Linked DNA regions of Rattus norvegicus: region 2 is linked to region 1. A link is a contact called in public Hi-C data. All regions are on one chromosome and are shown on one strand. Each heading gives the region's core, a stretch centred on a gene start, on an enhancer-like site or on the middle of the called end of the contact. The rest is flanking DNA. Distances are from core to core; before and after follow the strand shown. Region 1 overlaps Sugct (succinylCoA:glutarate-CoA transferase). Region 2 overlaps Sugct (succinylCoA:glutarate-CoA transferase).

Evidence for each region. A called contact is a pair of places that touch in the nucleus more often than the background predicts.
Region 2: a contact with region 1 is called in a Hi-C map of the A7r5 cell line, with 12 times the contacts expected there. The contact joins two enhancer-like sites. A contact is called at or near these places in 4 of 12 Hi-C or Micro-C datasets (the A7r5 cell line, the Rat2 cell line, Schwann cells and 1 more).

What each region holds. Positions count from the first base shown.
Region 1 is chr17:52,209,611-52,217,208 of GRCr8, reverse strand. The region is part of intron 6 of Sugct (succinylCoA:glutarate-CoA transferase); the gene reads right to left. Among named protein-coding and RNA genes, the nearest start is that of Sugct, 140 kb to the right of the region's middle. Within about 2 kb of position 2,563, at least 5 of the 93 cell types and tissues checked have an H3K27ac peak or open chromatin away from gene starts, as enhancers often do.
Region 2 is chr17:52,334,536-52,342,133 of GRCr8, reverse strand. All of the region lies in intron 9 of Sugct (succinylCoA:glutarate-CoA transferase), which reads right to left. Among named protein-coding and RNA genes, the nearest start is that of Sugct, 270 kb to the right of the region's middle. Within about 2 kb of position 2,788, at least 4 of the 93 cell types and tissues checked have an H3K27ac peak or open chromatin away from gene starts, as enhancers often do.

The DNA.
Region 1 (7,598 bases), core at 1,314-3,813:
AGCGCTGAGAGTTTACTCAAATCTGTGTTCTTAAATCCAATGATGTTTGCTGTACCTCTGTTTTCATAGGCAGCTCCATCCAAAAGCCCAAAATCCTACCAGCTGTTGATGCCCTAAACAGAAATGATATCCCAGTTCAGTCAACTCACACACCATTAACCAACACTGTTTCCTTTCCTATAGTCACTATCTCATTAATAGAAAACACATCTCAGCATATGCACAATCAAAACCCTAAGTTACCCTAAACTCTTGTCTTTCACTTTGTGTTCATGTCCAACTGATCAATAATTCCTGGTTGATTATTTGATCTGCCAGGTATCTTCCACATCTATCTAAGCTCTTATGCTCTTTATTACTGACCTCAGTTTACTCTTCATGTGATACAAAGAACTTCCAAAAATCTGATCAAGATTTTTTTCATACTAAAATTCTTAAAATAATAATATTTCTTGACATGACACATTGCACTCTTTATGATGGAGTTCTTTCTGTTGAAATTGATAAAATCACTCACCACTCCATATATCTTTTGCCACACCCCAAAACAATTTACATTCAGTATAGTTCTTCTCTAAACATGGACGGCTCTTTAGTTCCTCTGGCCCTCTATTGCTGCTACTTCACACATATTCCCATCTTCACTATCTGCAATCTGACTCCCTCCAGGACACAGACACTGGCAGGCACTTAAGAACAATGAAGAAAGACATTTCAAAGATGACTACGCCTGTGCCAGTAGTGAATATATATATATATATATGCTTGATTGTGTATATGATATGTATATTCAACATAACATATATATGTGTTGATACAATTAGATAGCTAACACTAATATTCTAAAAGCTGCAGAAATTCTAACAATAGACCATTACCTGGAAGAACCAAAGGTAATAAAATATTTTGAGATGTTCTAGTCTTAGAACCCACGCCTGCTATGGTGGTATGCATTTGTAATCCCAGCATTCCTCCCGTGATGTGGGAGGCAGAGAGAGGGGGCAGAGAGCAGGCAGAAAGCTCATAGGTCAGCTAGTCTGGAATAGGCTGTACACAGAAAACATAAGAGAAACTAAATAGGTAAGAGACCAGAACTGACTCTCCAAAATTGCCCTCTGTCCTCCACAAGCTTGTCATAATATGTAGTCCTAAACACCTCTCCACATACACACACACACACACACACACACACACACACACACACACTTTTGAAATTAAAATTAAAATATGAATAAAGACTTGGTATTTTTACTTCTTATTTAACTCAATTGTTTGTTTTCTTCTCAATGAAAATGTCCAAGAATAGAGAATACAAGTATTCCTGCTATCTGATTGAAACAAATTAAGTGTATTAAATTTTGTGGGTTCATAATGAATTTTTAATCACCTATAACCACTGGTATATAGTAGGGAATAAATTCATATTGTGAAGATTCATAAGGGAAAAATTTTACATCTACCTAACCTTCAATAAGTAAACGATACCCAGAATAACCAAGTAGTTAAAGATGTAACTTATGTTTGCGTGTGTGTGTGTGTATGTGTATGTGTGTGTATGTATGTGATGTGTGTGTATGTGTGTGTGCATGTGTGTGTGCATGTGTGTGTATGTGTGTGTGTGCGTGTGTGTGTATGTGTGTGTGCATGTGTGTGTGCATGTGTGTGTGTGTGTGTGTTATAAATACATCTGGAGGCCAGAGATGAAGACAGATGCCTTACTAAATCACTTAAACCGTATTTAACAAAACACAGGTTCTCTAGCTGTACATGGAACTCACTGATCGGCTAGGATCGGTGTTTTCAGAGCACCAGGGATCCATCTAGCTCTCTGCACCCTGATCACCCAGCATTGGAGTTGCCAACACAAGCTGCCTTGCCAAGAGCTTTAGGTGAGCTCTGACAATTCAAATTTAGGTTTTCGTTTTTGCATGGCAAGCATTTTGCCAACTTATACATCTCCCCAGCATCCAGAAAGCTTTGTTTTATAAAATTTTACCAACCATGAAGAAAACCCAAAGCCATGCAATTCCTACTAAATTAATAGATGTGGGCAAACATTATTGATAATAAAACATAACTTCCAACTTTACAAAAAGATCTTATGTGATACCGAGGAAAACAATCATAATTTCCTATTAAATATTCTTAAGGAAAGGAAAACTCTAATAAAAACTCAAATAATCTTACAGATTTGTCTATGTACTGTTAAAAATTGAGACACCACAGAAACACAATTTCCATAACAGGACAAAAGAAAAAATTATGGAAATCATAACGAAAATGAAAGATTCGAGAGGCACTGTGAGGTAAAGAAGGAATTGCGGCCTGCTTTTGGATTTCAAATTTGAGGCACAGAAATTTGAATGGCACTCGCATGCTTAATTACATTAATTACTATTTTTATTCAAGTGTAATAATGGTCTGCATATTTAGGCTTTAAATGTGTGTGAATGTGTGTGTGTGAGAGAGAGAGACAGAGACAGAGACAGAGAGACAGAGATAGAACTGGCATTCATGCTTGCCACAGTCTCTGTGGAAACCCGATGTCTTGGCTCTCTCCTGCCACCATGTGGATCCCGGGGATAGAACTCAGGTAGTCAAGCTGAGCCACTCTGCCAGCTTTACTGAGGATTTAACAAGGTCATTTCCCATTCAATATATTCTGAGATAATTAAAAAGGAAGTTATGTGAGTTCTAAACTTTACTTGTACACATTCTTTGGAAGATCCATCATAAGCAGGATTATGAATAAAGCATGGTAAGTTATAATTTATTAAACTGGGTACTGAAAATTTGTTACACTATACTGCTTATCATGTTTTCAGAGTAATATTTAAAACAATAAAATAATAAATTCTAAAATGCTATGCTAATTCCATTTTGAATATATAAAAATACATCAAAAAACAAAACGAAAGAACACCAAGTAATATTATTTATGAAAAGACTTTAGGCCAAAGTTCTCAGCATACAGATAAGAAAGTGGCTTTCAGAGACAGGAAGTAGCACTAAGGTCAGAGGCCTTCAGCAGAAAACTGAGCAGAAGTCACTCTCTATTCTTAGGCACTTTCTGCTTTACATGGATTGATTCAAAAGTGAACTCGGGAGATAGCTTTCTAAAGTCTTTTTTCCTGGTGTTTGCTCTTCGCTTTGTGAGTACTTCCTTTGTCATGACTCTTTCTTGAAACATGAAGAGCCAAAAGGACCAGAATTTCACAATCTTGTGGCTTTTTTGCTCAACTTTCTTATGAACATGTGGAAAGCCTCCTGTTTGAAACTTTTCCCTCAGTCATAATTTACTTTAATGTTTTTTTTCTTTCTACAGTCATATCCATATGTTTCTTTCTCTTTTCCTCCCTCCTGTCACAAACACTAAAACAAATTCCAATGAAACAAAACTACAAGCCAATTTAAGAGTTCTAAATTCAAGGACTTCATAGGTCAAATAACAGAGACAAGTTAGAGTTATAAAAACAGCATGGCCAAACCAAAAACCAGCCTAACGAGAAACCCACCCCATGGACAATCTCCAACGCCTGACATTATAAACGATGTTCTGTTATGCTTGAAGAACAGAGCCTGGCATAACTGTCCTCTGAGGGGTTATACCCAGCAGTAGACAGAAAGAGAAGCAGATACCCAGAGCCAAACACGAGATGGAGATCAGGGACACCTAAGGAAGACCTGGGAGAAGGACTGATGGGAACTCCACAGGAAGACTAACAGTGTCAACAAACCTGGACCCTGGGAGCTGTCCGAATCTGAGTCACCAACCAAAGAACATATATGGGCTGGAACAAGGCCCACAGGCACATATGTAGCAGACAGGAAGCTCAGTCTTCACGGCTGACCTCTCTGATCTCAGTGGGAGAAGAAGCACCTAATCTGGTAGAGACTTGACATACCAGGGAGGGACGAGGGTCTTGTCTTCTCAGACACTGGGCGGTGGGGCTATAAAGGGTCTTAGTGAGGGAGGGATCGGGAGGGGGGCAGTGATTGGGACATAAACAAATAAATAAATATTTGAAAATATTATGGCCACAGACTGAGCATGGAAACCCCAACGGAGGTGTTAGGGGAAAGACTGAAGGAGACGAAGGGATTTGCAACCCCTTGAAAAGAACAACAATATCAACCAACCAGATGCCCCAGGGCTCCCAGGGACTAAACCACCATCCAAAGAGTTCACATGGACGGACCCATGACTCCAGATGCATATACAGCAGAGGTTTGCCTTATCTGGCATCAGTTGGAGGAGAGGCCCATGGTCCAGGGGAAACTTGGTGCCCCAACCTATGGGAATGCTAAGGAAGTGAGGCTGGAATGGGTAGGTAAGTGGAGGGATCACCCTCATAGAAGCAGGGGGAAGGAGATGGTATAGGGGGTTCGTGGAGGGAAACCCAGGAAAGGGGATAACATTTTAAATGTAAATAAATAAAATGACCAATAAAAATATAGTATGGCCAAAGTATTTAAAGGAAGTATACTCATGCTTCATATATCATCTCATTTATGCTTCACAGCAACTAAAAGGAATAAGTTTTATTGCCCCATTTTAATTACTATGAGAAAAATGGTGCTGTGAATAGCCAAGTATTCACACCCAAAGTCATACCACCACTTACCATGATCCTATAAGCAGCTATTAAACTGTTGACAATCATTGACTATGAATAATATTTTACAAAGTATTTCCATGAGCACCAACAATTTATAAACTATTTGGAACAAAACTTTGCTTAGGAATGCCAACAATTTAGACCTAGTTTAAGACTAAAAGTGTGATTAGTGTGCTTTGCTCTCCCAACAACGTATGAAATTAGATCACCAATTTCTATCAGAAGCAGCAGCAAAACTGATTCGTTAATTGCAAAGAACTTAAAACATGGAAAACATCATGCTAACAGATATACGCTCCCAATTCAAACAAAGAGATGAACTGAATGATATAACAAAAGCATCCTGCCTTTATCACAGAATCACCATCGTTTTAAACTATATCTAATTGGTAATGCTAAAAGTACTGTTTATTTTACAGTTGTTTTATGCACATGTATTTTCCAACAATATATAATCATACTAGGTAGACAGTAGAAATTTACTGCTTATCAACTAACTGTGCATATTTTGTGCTTTATGCTATTCCTTTCATGGCTGTGATATTCTTCACATAAAGTTTCAAAAGCTGCTTTGATGCAATTTATGGGAGTCAGGATGATTGGGTATCTAGAAAATTATCTTAACTGTGGTATGCAATATATTTTTATGAAAAGAAAAACAAAAAGTCATTAAAACACTCATCATCTAAATGGAGTCTGTCACTACTAAGTTCTGATGCCTGGCCAGTGCATCTATTGTCACAAGCACAGATTGTTTTAAATCCCAAAATACTTATTCAACAATGGAGGAAAAGGCTATTAGAAACCATAGTGATATAATGAAAAGAAATAAAATTTGACCTCCAACTATGGATTTTTATATATTTCAATGTTTAAAAACTATGAGTAGTTAGTTTCATATTGTAAGCTTTATTATTTTCTAAAAGAACTCATCTTATAGTTTGATAGATATACCATAAAAATGACTAAAAACAAACCAACAAAAAATCGAGGCCAGTTAGCATTGTTATACATTTTTATCTTCAAGAGAAAAATCAAATCTTAAATGACAGAAATGTAAAACAAGCTTTGAATAGAAAAGAAAATTTTGAAAACCCAGCCAGACTCCCACATAAACTAACTCCTATAGCTGGATTCCCACACTCCAAATAACAGCACTACGTCAGCCTTTGAAAGGACATTCTAGGCAATGAACACAAAAAAAGTATTCAGTACAGACCTCTTTACAAAGCAAGACTAAACATCATCTCAAATTAAGTCCAGATAAACGGATAATATAAATGAATAACAACTTAATAAGAATCACCTTTACCCTCGTTCCATTGTCAAGAGGAAAATTCTCAATTAAGGGTAAATATACATCTTTATTTAATAAATAAGTAAAAAACAAAAAGAACAAAAGTTAAGAAAGCAGCACATAGAGAAAAATCCTTGAAGCCATGGTTGAGAGCAATTAAAACTTTTTCACAGTGCAAACTTAAATAAACATGGCTGCTAAATATTCTCAGTGACATTAAATCTCAGGGCTGAGAAATAACATAAAACTAAGGGACAACGATGGCATGTAACAGTCCTGGTAAAACTCATTATGTAAAGACTAGCTGATCTGAGGGTTAAAAGCTTGTAGTTACATATAAACACGTCGAGTTTGGGAATCTTAGTTTCTCCACTCAATAAAACCAAGGATCATTGGGAAAACTGTCCAGGAGCATTAGCAGGGTGGCAAACCTAGAAATAATGTACAGAAAAAATGTTAAAGTGTTCAATGAATAAAGATAGGGGGAAAGTATACAAGAGCCATCTTTAAGACATTCATATCGGGGGAAGGAATGAAGAGGCAGCTCAGCGTTTAAGAGTACTTATTACTCTTCGAGATGACCCAGGTTCAAGTCCCAGAATCCACATGGCAGATCACAACTAGCTTTAACTAAAGCGTTGGGTATCTGACACTTTCATCTGACCTCCAAAGGCATAAGACTTGCATGTAGTACATATGCAGACTGAACACCCACATACATAAAATAATTTAAGAGAGAGGGAGAGAGTGTCCAGTAGCCAAACCTGTAGATATGAGAAAATAACAGCTACAGAATATAACCTATTGACTAAATGTGATTTTAAGAGTCCATATTTTTATACATTTTTCATAATTGAAAAAAAGTCTCTTCCTAGTAGCAAGAAGTCAGCTGATAAAAACGATAACATGATAAACATAGTAGTAAACATTTCTTTAATCCTAGTACTTGGGAGGTAGAGGCAAGTGGATGTCTGTAAGCTTAAGGTCAGCCTGCTCATAGATAGATAGATAGATAGATAGATAGATAGATAGATAGATAGATAGATAGATAGATAGATAGATAGATAGATTAGTTAGTTTTAGTTTTAACTGTCAACTTGAGATAGATGTAGAACTCTATAGTTCGTTTTAACTTGAGACAGCCCAGAGTCATCTGACATAGGAACCTTGATTAAGAGATGTCCCAGATCAAATTGGTCTATGAGTATATCTGCAGGAGATTCTCTCCTTGGTTGTTAATTGATGTGAGAGGGCCTGGCACCCTGAAAGCAGCACCATCCCTGGGCAGGTAGACCCAGCTGAAATGTTAAGGAAGCATGAGCCTCCAAGTGAGCCAACAAGCAGTGTTCCTCCATGGCTTCTGCCTTGGCTTTCCTCACTGATGCACTGTGACCTGGAACTGTAAGTCAAACAAACCCTTTCTGCCCCTATGTTGTTTTCAGGCCGAGTGTTTTCTCACAACAGAAAGCAAACTAGCGGGGTGGGAAGGATAATAAAAAAATACCTGCATATCCAAATGTGGAGTTTAAAAACAACTCTGTAAGCAATGCTAACAGGCATCTAAAATGCCCTTAATTTATTTCTCTGAGGAAAACGAAGAGGACAAAGAGGAAGGAAGGTGATAGTGGCACAAAAGAGAAAGACCTGCCATTTCCTAAACATGCTTCTCCATGCTAAGCACT
Region 2 (7,598 bases), core at 1,539-4,038, 120 kb before region 1:
TTCCCTTCTCCTTCCACAGCCTGCCACCATAGCTCTAGAGAAGTCTGGATCAAACTGAGTCCCATGCTTCCTCTGCACTTATCAACTTTCTCCCAATTTTTAGGTTAACTCTAAGCTGCCACTTAACAGACTCACTAAACAGTGAACTCATTTTCCGCCCCCCCCACATTAACACTACACCTCAATGCACCATTATATTTGCTGAACAAACCTCAGATTCTTTCGCAATCTACACAGTAACACCATTATAAGTTTTGTTCCCTAATCCTCCCCCCATTTCTTTGAACTAGGACTGAACTTAACTAATTTGATTCCTACAATGGAAACAATAATGACATATTGCGGGGAGGAGAGTGACTTTCCCCTCTTTTAAGATTTTATGAGTTGCATTTTAACCAATTGCCAAATGTACACATTAATATTAACCACATTTTAAAAACAAGAAGAAATACAATGTGTTGTTCAAAACTCTAGCAAGAGCAAAAACGAGTTTATTTTTCTAGTTCATAGTGCTCGTGTTTTAAACCCTCTGTACCCTCGTCTATCTGAAACAGCACATGAACACAGCTGATGCTGGTTTCAGTCTCCATCATGAATAATCAGAAGATATTGTCCAGGAAATGCACAGTGCTGTTCATGATAGAAACCCAAAAAGGTTTTTAGGCTGTATTTCAGACAGCTTTTCTAAGAGTGGAAAGCTGCTACCCAAGTAATATTCCAATGATGTCAAGGTATGAGTAATTACTACTAAAAGCCTGAAGTCCTTCCTGAAGTCCAACTTACAAGGATTTGGGCATATCCCAACATATTAAAAAACAATAAAGAATGGGCAATCAGGAATTTATTGTGCAAAAATTCAAGCAGGATTTCCAATTTGCATTTCACATTGTATTTCTCCTTAAAGCCAACTTTAAAAATAGTTATTCAGAACATGGGTTAGCCTTGATATACTACTGACAATCCTATAAACTAGCCTATGCTATGCTGTGCTGTGCTGTTATACTGAGATGGATCACCATTTTAAACACAGAAGTGAATTTTCACTAGGATTTCAATGTAGGTTTTAAGGAGAAATTCTCTCCCTGATTTTGTTCTAGGATTGATTAGCTCCCTGCCACTCTTCAATTTGGCTACTCTGTTCGTACTGACACCCTTTCTCCTCTTGGATACATTTCCCAGACTGAGGAAAAAGGAAGACTTTTGCATAATTTGGAGCTCTTTCGGTAAAGGTACACTATTAGGACAGGGGCTTCTGTCACACTTGTTGGGCTGTTGTAATAGCTGAAAAATGCAAGTAAGCATAGGTCTATGGCTGGAGTGGGTACAGAAATGGCCTTAACAGCTACTGTTAAGTACATTTGTACATAATATTTATACTAAGCACACAATACCCACCAGACACTATGCCACAGACATTCAACACACTGATACGCCAATTCATCGCTACAACCCTTGAGTCAGGACATATTTTCAGCTATTTAGATGAATGCAGATCTGCAAAATCAAGCAGTGTTTCAAGGACGTAATTCCCAAGACCTTGCTGCAAGCCAAACAGCATGTCAATGTATGATGCTGTTCCTGGCAGCTCTGTGCCTCAGGAATGACAATTAAAAGGGAAGGATGTGGAGAAAAGTACTGCTTTGAAAATATAAATATGTATTTTCGGCAAAATAATGTAAAATTAATTCTTTTCCCAGCAATCAAGACCAAGTCCTAATAAACAACCTGGTAAGGACTCTAACTTTGAAGAAAACATCCCAACTGCCTTTCCAACAAAAGGCAATCGCATTTAAGCTAAAGTTATTCTACTGTTATGTTGGTATTTTTTCTTTGTTGAAATTAATTAGAATAAACATTTTCATTCATTTAGCAATGCATGTTACAAATCGGGTGCCCCTCCCTCCAGAAGAACAAATACACATGCTCAGGAAACACAGTCAGATATACACACACCTGTTACTTTACTCCATTTTCTGCTACATTTGTTGCAACAGATGAAAACCCACATCAGACTAAGAGGAAGAACTGTGCAAGTAATTGATTTATTTCAAGAAACTAACTTTCTCAGGCTGGGCTTTTCCAAAGCATGGTCTTTAATCTGTCCAACTGTCTTTTCTAACATGCAGACCTAACCAGCTGTTAACAGGTCCTTTCATAAGCACCTGATACATCTCTCAAAGTATATAATCTCCCTCAGGATGTTACTGTACCTGCAAATGTGCTTACATTCATTCCATGGCTGAAGCTAACTCCCTACAAGATTACAGTTAGACTTCTTTCTGTAGGCCTACTTAGTCTTCTTTATAAAACTACCCTAGAGACACTCCAAGATCGCAGAAAAGCTGGCACTTCCTCCAGCAAACACATCCCAGGTTGAAGCTAATTCCACAATCCAGCCTTCATTCCTTTCTGCTCTCAATAATTTCCACAGAGATCTAGCTTGTGTGTTAGTGTGTGCAGCCCAGAGTGGTACTCTCTCAGTGAGCTAGTCAAAGAATTGGCAGCATACCCCATGTTAACATTATATAATGACAGACTAACTCCTGCAAAAAGGGGGGTGGGAGGCAGTGAACAGCAGTGCTAATTCAACAAAATGAAAATCGTTTCCAGGAATCCCTGTGAATACTTTGAACCAAAGAAGAAAGGTAATTTTACCTTAAATAATCAGTGTGTATATCAGTAGCCCTGGGGGTGGGATGGAAATCATCTAATAATAAGATCTTGGTCAGAAATTCTTGCAAGGCCCAGCTGAAAATTAGAATCCCCATTACCAGGTTACAAGAGTGACATCTAGTGGACTCTTTCTGGGATGACAAAAGGGAAAATTCAAATTATAGCAAAGATTCCCAAAGCCTAATGTGAAAATGAATCGCCTCTGCTCACTGAGTGAACCAGACAGAGCCTGCCAGATCTGAAAAACATGCAGCTGATACCCATGCTGCCACTCCTAGACTTCTCATGGAAGCCAGGTCCCAAGAGATCTCACATCTGTTCCTACCCTCAGACGACAAACGGGTCAAAGGAATCCTTAACATGACTTTGGTCAGTGCTCAGACCTCATGGCCCCACTCCCCAACATATTTACTGCTCCCTCTGCTCAGGTCTCCAATACATATTCACTTCAGCACTGAATACAATGTGTGTTCCCTTTCATTGTAAACACCCCTCATGGGCTTTTGGTTTGCAATGCTGGGATGCAATTCAAGCCATGAACATAGAGAGAAACATTCTGCCACTGAACTATATATACATCTAGACCCTAACTAAATTATAGTAGTAATTTATACGTGTTTCAGAGCTCATTTTTTTTCCCACTACTCAAGTTAATTTGTTCTTGAACAGGGATCTACCAGGGTAAGGAACCAAACCTATTCAGAATCTTAATACAAGTTTCTGGGGTTACTTCTAAGAACAGAGCAAAACTACAGCAACCCCAATTGCTGCCTGAATCCAGACTTATATGGCTTATTCTAAAGAACCTTGACCTCTACATAGAATTACCAGTCTACTCTCCTTATTTTATTATTTTGAAGTTAGTAAAAATGATTTTTCATTTATTTGCTCATTTTTTTCACTTTACATTCCAATTGCAGCCTCCTTGTCACACTCTCACAAATTCCATTATTCTAGTCGTTAGGGCATGCTCATGAAGACCAAGCTGCACAATCTGCTACAAATGCGTAGGAGGCCTAAGTGGAGCCCCTGCATGCTCTTTGGTTGGTGGTTCAGTCTCTGCGAGCTCTCATGGGCCCAGGTTAATTTACTGTGTAGGTATTTTTGTAGTAATAGCCAGAAACTGGAACCAACCTAAATGTCCCTCAACTGAACAATGGATAAAGAAAACGTGCATCTACACAATGGAATACTATTCAGCTATTAAAAACAGACATCATGAAACTTATAGGCAAATAGATGGAACTAGAAGATATCATCCTGAGTGAGGTGACCCAAACCCAGAAAGATACACATGGAATGTACTCAATTATAAGTGGATATTAGCCATAAAAGAAACCATGATACAATCTACAGACCCAAGAGAAACTAAGTAGTAAGAAGGGCCCAAGGGAAGATGCTTGCATAGATGCAGAAGGGGAAATAAAATAGACATCGGAGGTGGATGGAGAGGGGGGAACTGGGTGGTAGAGGGGGTGAGGAAGAGAATGGGAATGGGATCAGGTGTGAGCAGGGGTGTGGGAAAGAGAACAAAAATCTGTGGGAGGGCATCTCTGGGACTAGGAGGAGACATGGAATTGGGGAGGCTCCCAGAATTCTCTAGGGTTGACCCTAGCTGAGACTCCTAGCAGTTGGGGATATGGAGACTGAAGTGGCCAACTCCTGTAGCCACGCCCAAAATCTGTCCTGCCTACAAGATGCACAGGGATAAAGATGGAGGAGAGATTGAGGGAATGGACAGCCAATGACTGCCCCAACTTGAGACACATCCCATTGGAGAAAACCAGCCTCTGACACTGCTATGCCTGGGAGAGATGCAGAGACCCACACCCAAACATAGGACAGAGCTTGGAAAGTCTGTAGAAGAGTGAAGGATGGATGTAGTGAGCCTGAGGGTCACGACACCACAGCCTAGTGTCTTAACAGCGAATTGATCTCTCCTCCACAGATGAGCCCTGCAGGCCACACATGACTCCCTTAGCACAGCCTCCCTCTGCTCTAGAGTAGACTTAGTTTCTAGTTCTAGAAGCCTATGACCCACAAGAATTTCCAACAAGGAAGGAGACCAATCTGTCATCCCTAAAACATACAAACATGCAAAAAACCACTTTCCAGTCCTGTCTGATCCTTTCATACAAAATTACTAACTTGGGACAAACGAGCTCTTTCAAGCAGTGGAACCTTTATTTCAAACTAATAAAAGCAGAAAGATAGAATTTCTTCCTTTGACATGGAGTTAAAATTTTTAGAAATGTCTCTACTTGGTTTCTCTCAAGATTTATTCCCTCATGTCCCACATATACCTTCTGTCTCCAACTCCTGCCCTAGCCTACGACCTCATGGAAATACCATTTGAAAATCTCAAGAATAACTAAAACCACCCCAAACTTGTGTATTGCTCAAAGATTGTATTTTCATTAAAATGATGGAAAGAAAGATAGAACGGTTTCACTACAAGCTGACCTAATTACTATTCTAATACAATTTTAGCATATGTAATCAAAAGATATATTCTGAAGATGTAAAACCTGACTTCCTGGAGGAAATTTGCTTTTAAGTCATAATTAAGGATCTCTGTAATGAATAAGCAACTGAAATGTTTGCGCCTCTTCAACTGTTCTTGGCAGCCTTGAGGGAGAAATTATGAAGAGAAAAATGCCACATAATTCTTTCTCCAAGGTAACATTAAGACAGAAAATCATCTGCCAGAGCCTTTCATAGACCCAGGTCCTCCTGCCTAAGTTAGAGGCCCAGTTATAACATATAATTGTGACTGTGACCAAATTACCTAAACTCTCATTTCCTCTGTTTCTTTGTTGGAAAGAGAGAAATATATTGTAATATAAGTATTAATATAAATTTCATGATTATTTAAAGGACTGTTGTGTGACTAAATTAATATGTATGAAGCATTTAATAACTGGTACATAGTAATCCCTCATTAACATCACCTCCCAGTTGTAATGCCTCTTACTAACGTGTTACTAATCACGATGGCTATTTATCGTGCTTCCGTATTCAAAATGACACTCGTTCTTTTTGATAATTTTTAGCATTTGTTAGCATAGGAAATATACAATCATATCAATTCTTCATGTAACTTGAGAATGCAAGAGAAGCAGATGAAATTCCAAAACACCTCCAAATGTTTACTAATTCATTGCCTTTCCTTGTGCCTCTCAGTACTTAGCCCTGCAGTGACGAGTGTTTAAAATTCTGCAGTTGTTAACTGAAGGCCATTGTGATTTTCAAAAATCAAAAATAGTTTTTAAGCATCACAGTATACTGTCCTTGAGCATCGAAATTATCTGAAGTTCAGGAATTTTGTTTTAAATCAAAGAAAGCTAAGCCTTTACAAGGAAAAGCAGAGTGGGAACTACTATGCCAAGAGCTGGCACATATCCCCTAATTTTATCTGCCTCTTAGACTGCCAAATGACCTATTTTCTTAGAGTTGTGGCAAAGTCCATGCCAGTTTATTTCAAAGTAACCAGGACCTTTAAAGAAGGCTTCATTTTGTTTTAACAAGAATCTGAAATTGATGAGAATCGAGGCACTCAAAAGCTTTGAAGTACATACATGATACCTGGCCCAACCTTAGAAAGAAAGGGGAAGAGATCACAAAATTAGCACTTCGATTTACCAGAAAATGAACTTTAATGCCACTGCTAATTAATTTAAAATTTGCAGAACTTTCTGAAATGCACTCTGAGTACCAGGGCTATGGCTACGTGGTATAGCCCACACACTACAACCCACCTCAGTGCTATAGTACACATTCCACAACCCAATGAGGCCCTTGAGTCAACTATTAACAGTACAAAACCCAAAATAAAGTAAAAAGAAATATAATCTAATGTTTTTGCTATAACTCAGTAACTCATACTTCCTTTTTTAAGTAAAAAGTGCTTTATTTCGGCTTATATTTCCATCACAGACACGGTAGCTGGAAACCGCACCAGGGACAAGAAATTAGCTGTTCACAATTCATTCGCTCACTGGAAGCAAAGTGGGAGCAGGAAGCAGGTGAGGCTATAAACCACGAAAGCCACTCACAGTGACTTACTTCCTCCACCAAGGATTCACTAAGGTTCCTCAGTCTCCTCAAACAGTACCACAGACGACCAAGGTTTCAAATACACGAGTCTATGGGAGGCGTAACTCATTCAAACCAGAACAGGGTTATGTTAGAATTTATGTGGGAGTTTATATCAAATAAATAAGTAAAATGAATTTTTACTTTCAGCATTGAGGAAAAAATTGCAAGAAAAATTATTGATACAAAGAAATAAATTAACAGAAGTGTGAACTCAGTGGTCATCAGAGACTTTAAAGGTTATCAGTGGCAGATGCCGTTAGATTTTTCAGAACTTTGGGATGCTGAATGACTGTCATGGAAGACCGGAAGTCTAACCTATTTTAAAATGATCCTATCAGGAGCAATGCTGACATAAAAGTTTCACTACTTTCATCAATTAATGTCTTTAATTTATTGTTTGTCGATTTGCAGTTTCTTTGCCTTCATTTTAATAATAAAATAGTTAATGGATAATTATTAGAGAAGACTATGTAACATAGTTCGTATTTCTCCCATCCTTTAAAGGATTCTTATGTGTTTGTTTGAGTGTATGTTAAATGTGTGTGACTGCCTGAGGATGCCAGAAGAGGACATCAGATTCGATAGAACTGGAGTTACGTCTGCTTGTCATGAATGCTGGGAACCGAACTCCAGTTCTAGGAGAGCAGTAAGCACTCTTAACCATTGAGCCATCCCCAGTCCTTTCTCTTGCTTTCTTAAAACTGAAAGCAAACTTCTCTTCTTACTGTTTTGAAGAACATATATATACATTTATAAAGATGGACCCCCATTCTTGTTAGAGAATACTTCATATAGTAATCAAAGTGTTCTTTTTCATTTGGTTGACT